Regions from separate parts of the Sus scrofa genome. Here region 1 is linked to region 2. A link is a contact called in public Hi-C data. All regions are on one chromosome and are shown on one strand. The core of a region is the stretch at or near the end of the contact, and the rest is flanking DNA. Distances in the headings are between cores, read along the strand shown.

Evidence for each region. Hi-C and Micro-C count contacts between places; a contact is called where the count stands out from the background.
Region 1: a Hi-C map of heart right ventricle shows a contact between it and region 2, with 1.7 times the contacts expected there. The contact joins the promoter of TP53BP1 here to the promoter of PDIA3 in region 2. A contact is called at or near these places in 2 of 47 Hi-C or Micro-C datasets (embryonic fibroblasts and heart right ventricle).

The regions. Positions count from the first base shown.
Region 1 is chr1:127,955,966-127,959,910 of Sscrofa11.1, reverse strand. It overlaps TP53BP1 (tumor suppressor p53-binding protein 1), which reads right to left and starts at 1,411. Exons shown (of 26, transcript XM_021096946.1): 1 at 1,262-1,411; 2 at 507-691; 3 at 209-302. The coding sequence starts at 1,268.
Region 2 is chr1:127,812,265-127,816,633 of Sscrofa11.1, reverse strand. PDIA3 (protein disulfide isomerase family A member 3) reads left to right here and starts at 2,538. Exons shown (of 14, transcript NM_001195112.1): 1 at 2,538-2,707. The coding sequence starts at 2,541. It overlaps CATSPER2 (cation channel sperm associated 2), which reads right to left and starts at 2,072. Exons shown (of 13, transcript NM_001244270.1): 1 at 1,742-2,072; 2 at 1,401-1,547; 3 at 573-746; 4 at 307-375. The coding sequence starts at 1,545.

The DNA.
Region 1 (3,945 bases), core at 162-2,661, 140 kb before region 2:
CTGCACCACAGCAGGAACACCTACCACCAAACTTTTGATATATATTCAGGAATGTAGACCTAATCAGTCTACATTAGAAAACCAACCTTGTGAGTGCCTACTATGCACCAGATACTGTGCTAGACTTTCTTACATACATTCACCACAGCCCCATAATGTTTGAATCCACCCACTTCTAACAAGAGCACCCTTGCAAAAGGGACCTCACCTGCAGCTTTGTTTTCTTTCAGACATTCATTGAAACTACTATTATCGTCTCCTTGTTCTTCTCCACCTGTCTGTTCAGTATTGGACACAACATCCTAGAAAATTATACAAACATAATATACTCACTCTATATGGAATAATCTAAAAGGCAACATATTGCTGTGAACATGTTGGTTTCATTTTTTCCAATCAACTTTATCCAAAAGATGGTGAGATTTCCTAAGTATTTATGTTTGCAGGTTGATCTAGACTAGGAAAAAAAAATCTACTCAATCATTTCCAAGCAACCTATCACTCACCAACACAGGGTTCTCTTTGTGTGTCTGTAGATTGGGAAGGTGTCGAGACAGCATACTGAAGTGAGAACCAGAATCATCTTCTAGAACCTGGCTTTCAGGCTGAGAATCTTCAATTATCAGGCAAGGTGTGTCTTGCTGAGAGAAATCTGAATCCAACTGACTTCCAGTAGGGTCCATCTGCTCCCCTGGAATGGAACAACAAAAGATCAGTTCTGTGCTACCTACACTCCTTCCTCACGGAGTCCGAGCTTAAATAATGACGCGGAAGTACAAGAGCTGGAAAAGGGGACCGGTGTAGGACTCTTCTAATTGGAACATTATAATCGCTGCAAGCACTTTCCTATATACCTCCCAATGACCGATTTCCTAGCTATTTACAGTGAGCCTGCCTATCCTTCTTTCCCCCTTCCCTCACCTTCCCGTAGACACCCTTTCCCCTCCTTCCTAACCTCTTCTCTCTCCGCCCCTTTTTCCATCCCCCACAACTCTCCCTTCGTCCTTCTGGCGCCTCAACCGCCCCCCAAAAGGCTGCTTTGTAATCTTTGTTCGTCTGACCCCCACAGCTCTTCACGTTTCCTCACGACCACCCAGCCTTACTAGCTTGTGGTTCCCCACCCCCTCACCAGGGCCCTCCAACCCTTTCCCCGTCACAGCCGCCATGCTTGCCACCCCGCCCCCTCCGGTCAGCCATCCCTTCAGACCCGAAACCCAAGCTCCCATAGCCGACTACGCCCCCACTTTTCTCCAAACGGTACCAGGCATCCCGGCGGGAGGTCCCTCACGCTCGTGCTAGAGATCTCCACACGCTCCCCAGGCCCCTCCAGCTCGATCCCCAGGTCGCCGCTGTCTCCACCGCCGCCACCGGCCACGAACTCCCCCTTTCCCGTCGCGTCACGCGGGATCGGCTCACCCATTCGCTGATGCTGCCCGCCACTCAAGAAAGCCTGCGGATGATTGGTGGCTGAGGCGGAGTGCCCCGCCCCACGTAGGAAAAAGGAACACGGCGGCGTGTTTCCATGGCAGCCTGGACTTTGCAGGCCCTCCCTCTAGTAAGCCACAAATGACAGTATCCTTGAACTGAAGGGACCTTGAAGAGGGCATGAAATATAATGCCCTGCCCCCGGGACGGTTGTTTGTACCACTACTCAGACGTAGGAGAAAATTCCTATTTTCTATCGTTCATGCACCTTAAGGCCCCCATGTCATCCTCTTCTGTTGAAAAAGGGTTTCCCGGCTTTCTGATTAAAAGGGCGAAGAAGATCCAGAATGGCTAGAATTTCATAGCTGGTGAAACTGAAGAGAGAGAAGACTCTTTGGGGTTTACCTGTGTCAACAGGATCCCTTTTGTAGGCCTCTACCTGAATTCAAGGGCTTCACATTACGTCTCTGCCAGTTCTTTTTATTATTTTTTTTTGGGGGGGGGATTGGATTTGCATTGTCTGAGGGTCCTGGTAAACCGTATTTTTTCCCATTGTCTTTCCAGTCTGGAACGTAGTTCAAGCTTCACATTTGCTTATGGTTGACCTATCTTTTATGGAATTGCAGCCTACAGAGACCATAGCCCCGGATATTTTTTGCACCTCTGATTGAGACAATTGAGCACAGTGGCTGCCAGACTCAGTGGTGAAGAGAACAGCTGCCGCCCCGCTAACTACACGACCTCAATGATCCCTGCAAGCCCTGAGAGTCTATTATCCTAATTATCTTGCCAGGGTCTTATAGAGGGCGTGGCAGCTGTGACTCGTATTAATGAATGAGGCCCCATGAGGAATATGGTCGTTTTTTAGTTTTGTTTTTGCTTTTTAATTTAAGGGGTGGATGGATCTAGGATGGAATTCTAGCCAGAGCAGCTGTCAATAGGGAAAGCACCTACCACACTGCCAAGCATATACATAGTAAGCATTCAATAGAAGGTAGTTTCTTCTCTCTACCCCAAGATCAAAATGACTTAGGCACAGCCCAACCATGATTTTCCAATTATATAAATATCCAATTCAACACTTGATACAGGCTAAGCTGAAGTGAAGCTTCCTACCAATCTTCTCCCTGCTGTTACAAATTATACTGATCATTTTCCAACCAAAAATCAAAGCATGTCATCTGAGTATATGTTACTTATGGGAACAAAAGGACAGACTCTTTGAAATGAAACTGTCCTGAAAAATCTACAATCTACTGTTGCTATAACTAGAATATAATTAGGGTCCCCGGAATGTATTATTAGTGGATCAAAAATTGGAACAGAGCACCCAGAGACACACTCCACTTCTTACTCTTGAAATCATTTGTAATTGATATCTCTCTCCTTCACTCCTAATGCTGCAGAAGACCAGTGATCAAATAATTTAATCCTAAAAGGACCAGGTTAGGTCAATATTAACTATACCAGGTAGAAAAAGTGAATTCATCTGCTCTATTTGAGAGGGCATAAACAACTAAGTCCTGTTGTAGGCAAATCTTGACCTATATTCTCATAAAAATTCTTCAAAAATCACTGTGTTTGCTCTTCTCTGTCCTGCCATTGCATTTCCCATTTCCAAGCAAGACATAAATGAGTAGACTTTCTTGATTATTTGACAAACAACTATATGTGTTTGTCAAAACTTATAAAACTGTACATTAATAAGGGTAAATTAAACCTCAGTTGGCATGACTAAAACCAGATAAATAACCCCAACCATTCCCATTACTAAATAAAACAAGAGCCGTAAAAAAATCTGTGAAGAAAAAGTGTAAATGCCTTGTTAGGCAGTTTGATCATTAAATTACCCAAAAAGATCAGAAAATGCAGGCAGGATGGTTTCCCACTAAGGTTGTAACTGATTACATTTATGTGAGCCAAAGTCCTTTATTGACTATTAGAATGAAAAGTATCATCTGCCTATCTGCATAGCTACAAGTGCATCTTAACCTAAGCTACCTCACAGAAATTTAATCTACCTCTAAAGTCCTCCCAGACAAGAAAATTCCATCAGACCCTATCTAACTCACTTTGAAGTTTAACAGACCTCATTGTCAGAAATTTTTCTTCTAATCATCAAATTCTTTATTCTAGAACTTAAAGCCATTTCCAGTCATATTGTATTTAATTAGTAATTTTTAAACCTGGACAAATTCTCATAAGACTGGGATCATCTCATCTAGTCCAATAATTCCATAGTATATTTCTACCAATCAAACGATGAACATAAATGCTACATTTTTAGTTTTAGAGGTTTTTTTCTGAGGTCTCCTCACAGAGTTCTCTAAGCAAAAGAACCTCAGTTAGTTCTAGCTCACAGACACTATTCATCAAACCCTAATTCACTTCATGGTTTTCTTCTGGAAACAGTTTTGAAGCTCAGTGGCAAAAAAACATTACCAAGGATAAGTACTAAATTTAATGATAAACTATTATATATCTCTTTTAAGCTGCACTATTAATAATAACTGACTTATA
Region 2 (4,369 bases), core at 1,289-3,788:
CCAATATCTCTTAATAGAAAAGATTAACTGAAATATTAGACTAACCTGATACAAGAAATATAAGTGGTTTTCCAATCTTCAATACCTTGTGAGTCTATTACACCCTACCTCTAAGTGTCTAGACTTCCTTATATCCACTACTCTCGAGCACCCTCCAAATGTTTCTAGGTCTTAGCAGTTGTACAAATCCTGCTCCAAGAGACAATGTAATTGTCCCTATCACATCTCAAGTAACATTCAAATATGCAAAATGATCATTTTAAAGGAGAAATGACTCCCACCCCTTCATCCAATGTCAGTTCTCACCTATTTCAACCATCAGTACAATCGTGTTCAAAAAGATGAGGAAGATGATGAAGTTTGTGAAGAGAGGACCTGTTTTCTCTTAAGAAAACATACAGAATAGAGTTCTTTTTGATATACACAGGCCACATGATTAGGGCAAGAATAAAACCAGTGAGAATGAGAAGAAAATGGAGTTTGAGAAGGGAAAAATTAGTCAAATTAGGCAGATGATGAGGCAAGAGAGACAGTAAAGGCATGGATTAAAAATGAGAGGCATGAAAGGATACACTCAAGAACCCATCCAGCCCACAAGGAAAGAGGGGGCCTCTGGCTACAGCGCACTCGAAGGGTACTCATCAGCCTCTGGCCATGTGTGATCCGTCCTACGTGACAAGGCTTTATGGAGAAGCGCACAAGCTGGTGTTGATCTCCCAACATGAGTTTCTTCTGACGGGAAGGATCTACACCAAAAATTTAAAAAAAGGGTGGGGAGAAGACATTGGATAAATATAATAAAGAGTAGTCTTTGGGAGTATGAAGAGCTGCTGGTAGGATTGAGGGCAGGAATGCTGGTTACATAATGGGGCCCCAGTGCAGGGGCTTACCTTGCTGCTCCCTCATACAGCAACTGATATTAGTTTGGAGTAAGAACTAACCTATCTCTTAGGACTAACACTGTCCATGACCAAGAACAAAGGCCATAGGTTCAACCTAAGTGTCTTTGGTAAAAATCTCCTAGTTAGCCAGGGTTGGTAGTTATTCTAAGCCTAAAAGTGAATGACATGGGTTCTATCTCCTGTATTCAGAGTTTTATTTATAAACACTTTGATTTATCAAGCTTGGTATATGAGTTCCCTGTGGCTCAGTGGGTTAAGGATCCAGCATTGTTACTGCAATGGCTCGGATGGTTGCTGTGACGAGGGTTGGATCCCTGGCCCAGGAACTTCCAGATGCCAAGAGTTTGGCCAAAAAAAAGTTTGGTGTAACTTCCAAACTAGCAGCCAAACCAATCTCCCCTGAATTTTCCACCTTTAAAATTCTCCCTCTGCTTCCTACTCATTGGTGGTGTGAACAGGAGACTTAAATTCATCCTAGGGAAGAAAGAGGCTGCTGACCAAGTATCTCTCGGATGGTGTGCCGTGGCACAGCTTGGCTCAAGCCTTGCAGGTGCTCGATGAGAGAGAAAGTATCAATCAGACGGGAACGAATGGCATCAGCTCGGGGCAGTTGCATGTGTCCTGTTGGGCCGTAAGTGGCCATGTCTGTTAAGAACATGAAAGAATCGAGTGTTATTTCATTTCAAGCTGGAGTTGCACCACAGCTTAGAGGTTCTCTTTCCCTCCTCCCAACCTCTTTGCCCTTAAGAAGACAAATGTTATATACCTAGACGCAAGGCTTTCTGAAACAAAAGGAGTCATAACAGAGAATCTGCGCAGTTGACTACATGGACAGGTACCTTTACTTGTGTGACAGCATTTCTAGTTAAAAGCAGCAGCCAACAAAGAGCAGGAGTCCTGAGCTGGACAAAGAGGAATTCCGGCACCACCTGGACCTGAGGGAATCGGGTCATGAATGCAATGATGGGAGGAATGGGAGGGCTTAGGACTGCCCGCTATGAAAAACCAAGTTAAGAGGAATTGGACAAAATGCAACAGCCTGACATTTTGAAAAGGTATCCCGTCCCGAGTATCCACTCCAACTTGCTGCCTCAGGCGCCAGCTCCTTCTCTCAGTTCCCGATTCTGGGCCTCACCTCAGGCCGGGCTCTCTTCCGCTCACTCAGCCCTGAGTTCGCTATCCCAGTCTCCGGCTCTGGCACCCCCCCTGAGCTCTGCTCTCCCCACGCGGGACGAGCTCAAGGTCGGTTCCTAGCCTCGCTGCGCCCCACGCCCAGCTCCGCCCGGTCCCGCCCTCTCCCGGGGTTCCGGCTCGCCCCCGGCCCACCCGGAACACCAGCCCCCAGCCCGGGCCCCCTCCCAGCCCAGCTCGCCAGGCGCTTGCCGCCTCAGCCCCGCCCCGCGCTTCGACCACTCGGCGGTTACCAGCTGGTCCCGCCCGCCCGACGCAGGCGCCGCGCAGCCAATCAGCGGCTGCCACACTGCGGCCCAGCCGGGCTGGGGGGTTGGGACCTCCGGCTGCAGGTCCGCCTGGGTCAGACGCGCGAGCTGAGGCAGAGGGTGAGTGGTCGCCGGCACGGCCTCCGCAGTCCCCGCCGAACCCTGACCCTCCTGGCCGCCCCCGCCTCAGCTGGTCGCCATGCGCCTCTGCCGCCTAGCGCTGTTCCCGGGCGTGGCGCTTCTTCTCGCCGCCGCCCGCCTCGCCGCTGCCTCCGACGTGCTGGAACTCACCGACGACAACTTCGAGAGTCGCATCTCCGACACGGGCTCTGCGGGGCTCATGCTCGTGGAGTTCTTTGCCCCCTGGTGAGGCCACTTAACCGGGGCGGGAGAGGGAGGGCCGGGCTGAGCCGGAGCGAGGGCGCGGGAACGGTTAGGCCTACGCAGCGCCGGCTCCCTCCATCATCGCCGCGATCCCGGCAGCAGCCCGCAGATTTTCCACCTACGGGGAACCGAGCTGCCTCACCGAGAGCGGAGGAGTCGGTGCTGATGGCCTGGAAGCGAGACCGGAGAGGGAAAACGCGAGGCCCCTCTCCCGCAGGGCCACATCCTTACCTCGGTGCTCTTGTGGCACTTCCTATTGCAGAGGGTTTAACCACCATACCACACCACCCCCGCCCGCCGCCTTTCCCCGCTTCGTTTCGTATCTTTACAGTTTTCTGGGTGAGTCAGTGTTGCTGTTTGCCATTCATTAGACGAGCATCGCAAGGCCTTATATTGGAAGTCAGCGTTTCACCAAGTGCAGAAGCCCTGGGCCCCCACGGTACTTCCTTTCTTGCCCCACGCAGCCATTGGTTTCTAGCCAAGGTCACTCAGTGGCTGCAGAATGGTCATAAGTGCTTTCTTGAGGCAGGCAGTTATTTTGTCCATCACATGGTGCGCTTTCACCATTAAGCCCATCACTTCTCAACATTAGCAGAATTTTGTTAAAAAAAGAGTAAATAAACAGAGTAATTCTGTTAGAATCTGTCTAAATGGTCACTTTTAGTTAGGATTTCTAAAAAATGCCAAAGACCCCAGTGAGAAGGTAGTGTTGGTGAAATACTCCACTTGAGTGATATAACTGAACAAGAATGTAAATTCTTTTGGATAAAACTAAATGGAAATAAAAAGCTGGTGGGTGGGGGTGGGGAGAGACCAAATAGGATTTCTGGCCCAGTAAACCAGCACTCTGGTGGTGGTGTGGTGTTTTTTTTTTCCCCCAAAAAAATCTTTACCAGATTATCTTTACGATGATTATCTTAACACTGGGGACAACTCAGTATAAGCACACTAATTGTAGTACTTGATTTTTCTTCTGCGACAATGACCCTAAATTAAAAATTATGTGTATTCAAAAGTTACAGCAAAAGAATATTAGGTAACTTTCACTTGCTTCTGATTCTCATCTTCATTCTGCAAGGGTTCAGCTGACTTGAGGGTTACACTAGAAGTCCTGTAATGAAGACCACCTGAACCAGAAGGCTGTGTTTAGAGGCAACACATTTTGTTTCCAGCTGGTGGCAGTTTATTCATCCGGGGCTGTTCTGTGGCTGACTGGCGGTACTGATTACACATCATAGGTGGTTTTTTTTGTTTGTTTTTTGGGTTGTTTTTTTTTTTTTTGTCTTTTTTTTTTTTTGCTATTTCTTGGGCCGCTCCAGCGGCATATGGAGGTTCCCACGCTGGGGGTCCAATCGGAGCTGTAGCCACTAGCCTATGCCAGAGCCACAGCAACTCGGGATCCGAGCCGCGTCTGCAGCCTACACCACCTACAACACGGCAACGCCGGATCATTAACCCACTGAGCAAGGGCAGGGACCGAACCTGCAACCTCATGGTTCCTAGTCTGATTTGTTAACCACTGCGCCACGACGGGAACTCCCATAGGTGGTTTTTATACATCTATAGAATTCACATTCTTTTGGAAACAACTCTTCCCAATCATATTACCACACTATTAACTCTCAGGGGGTGTCACTGTGATTA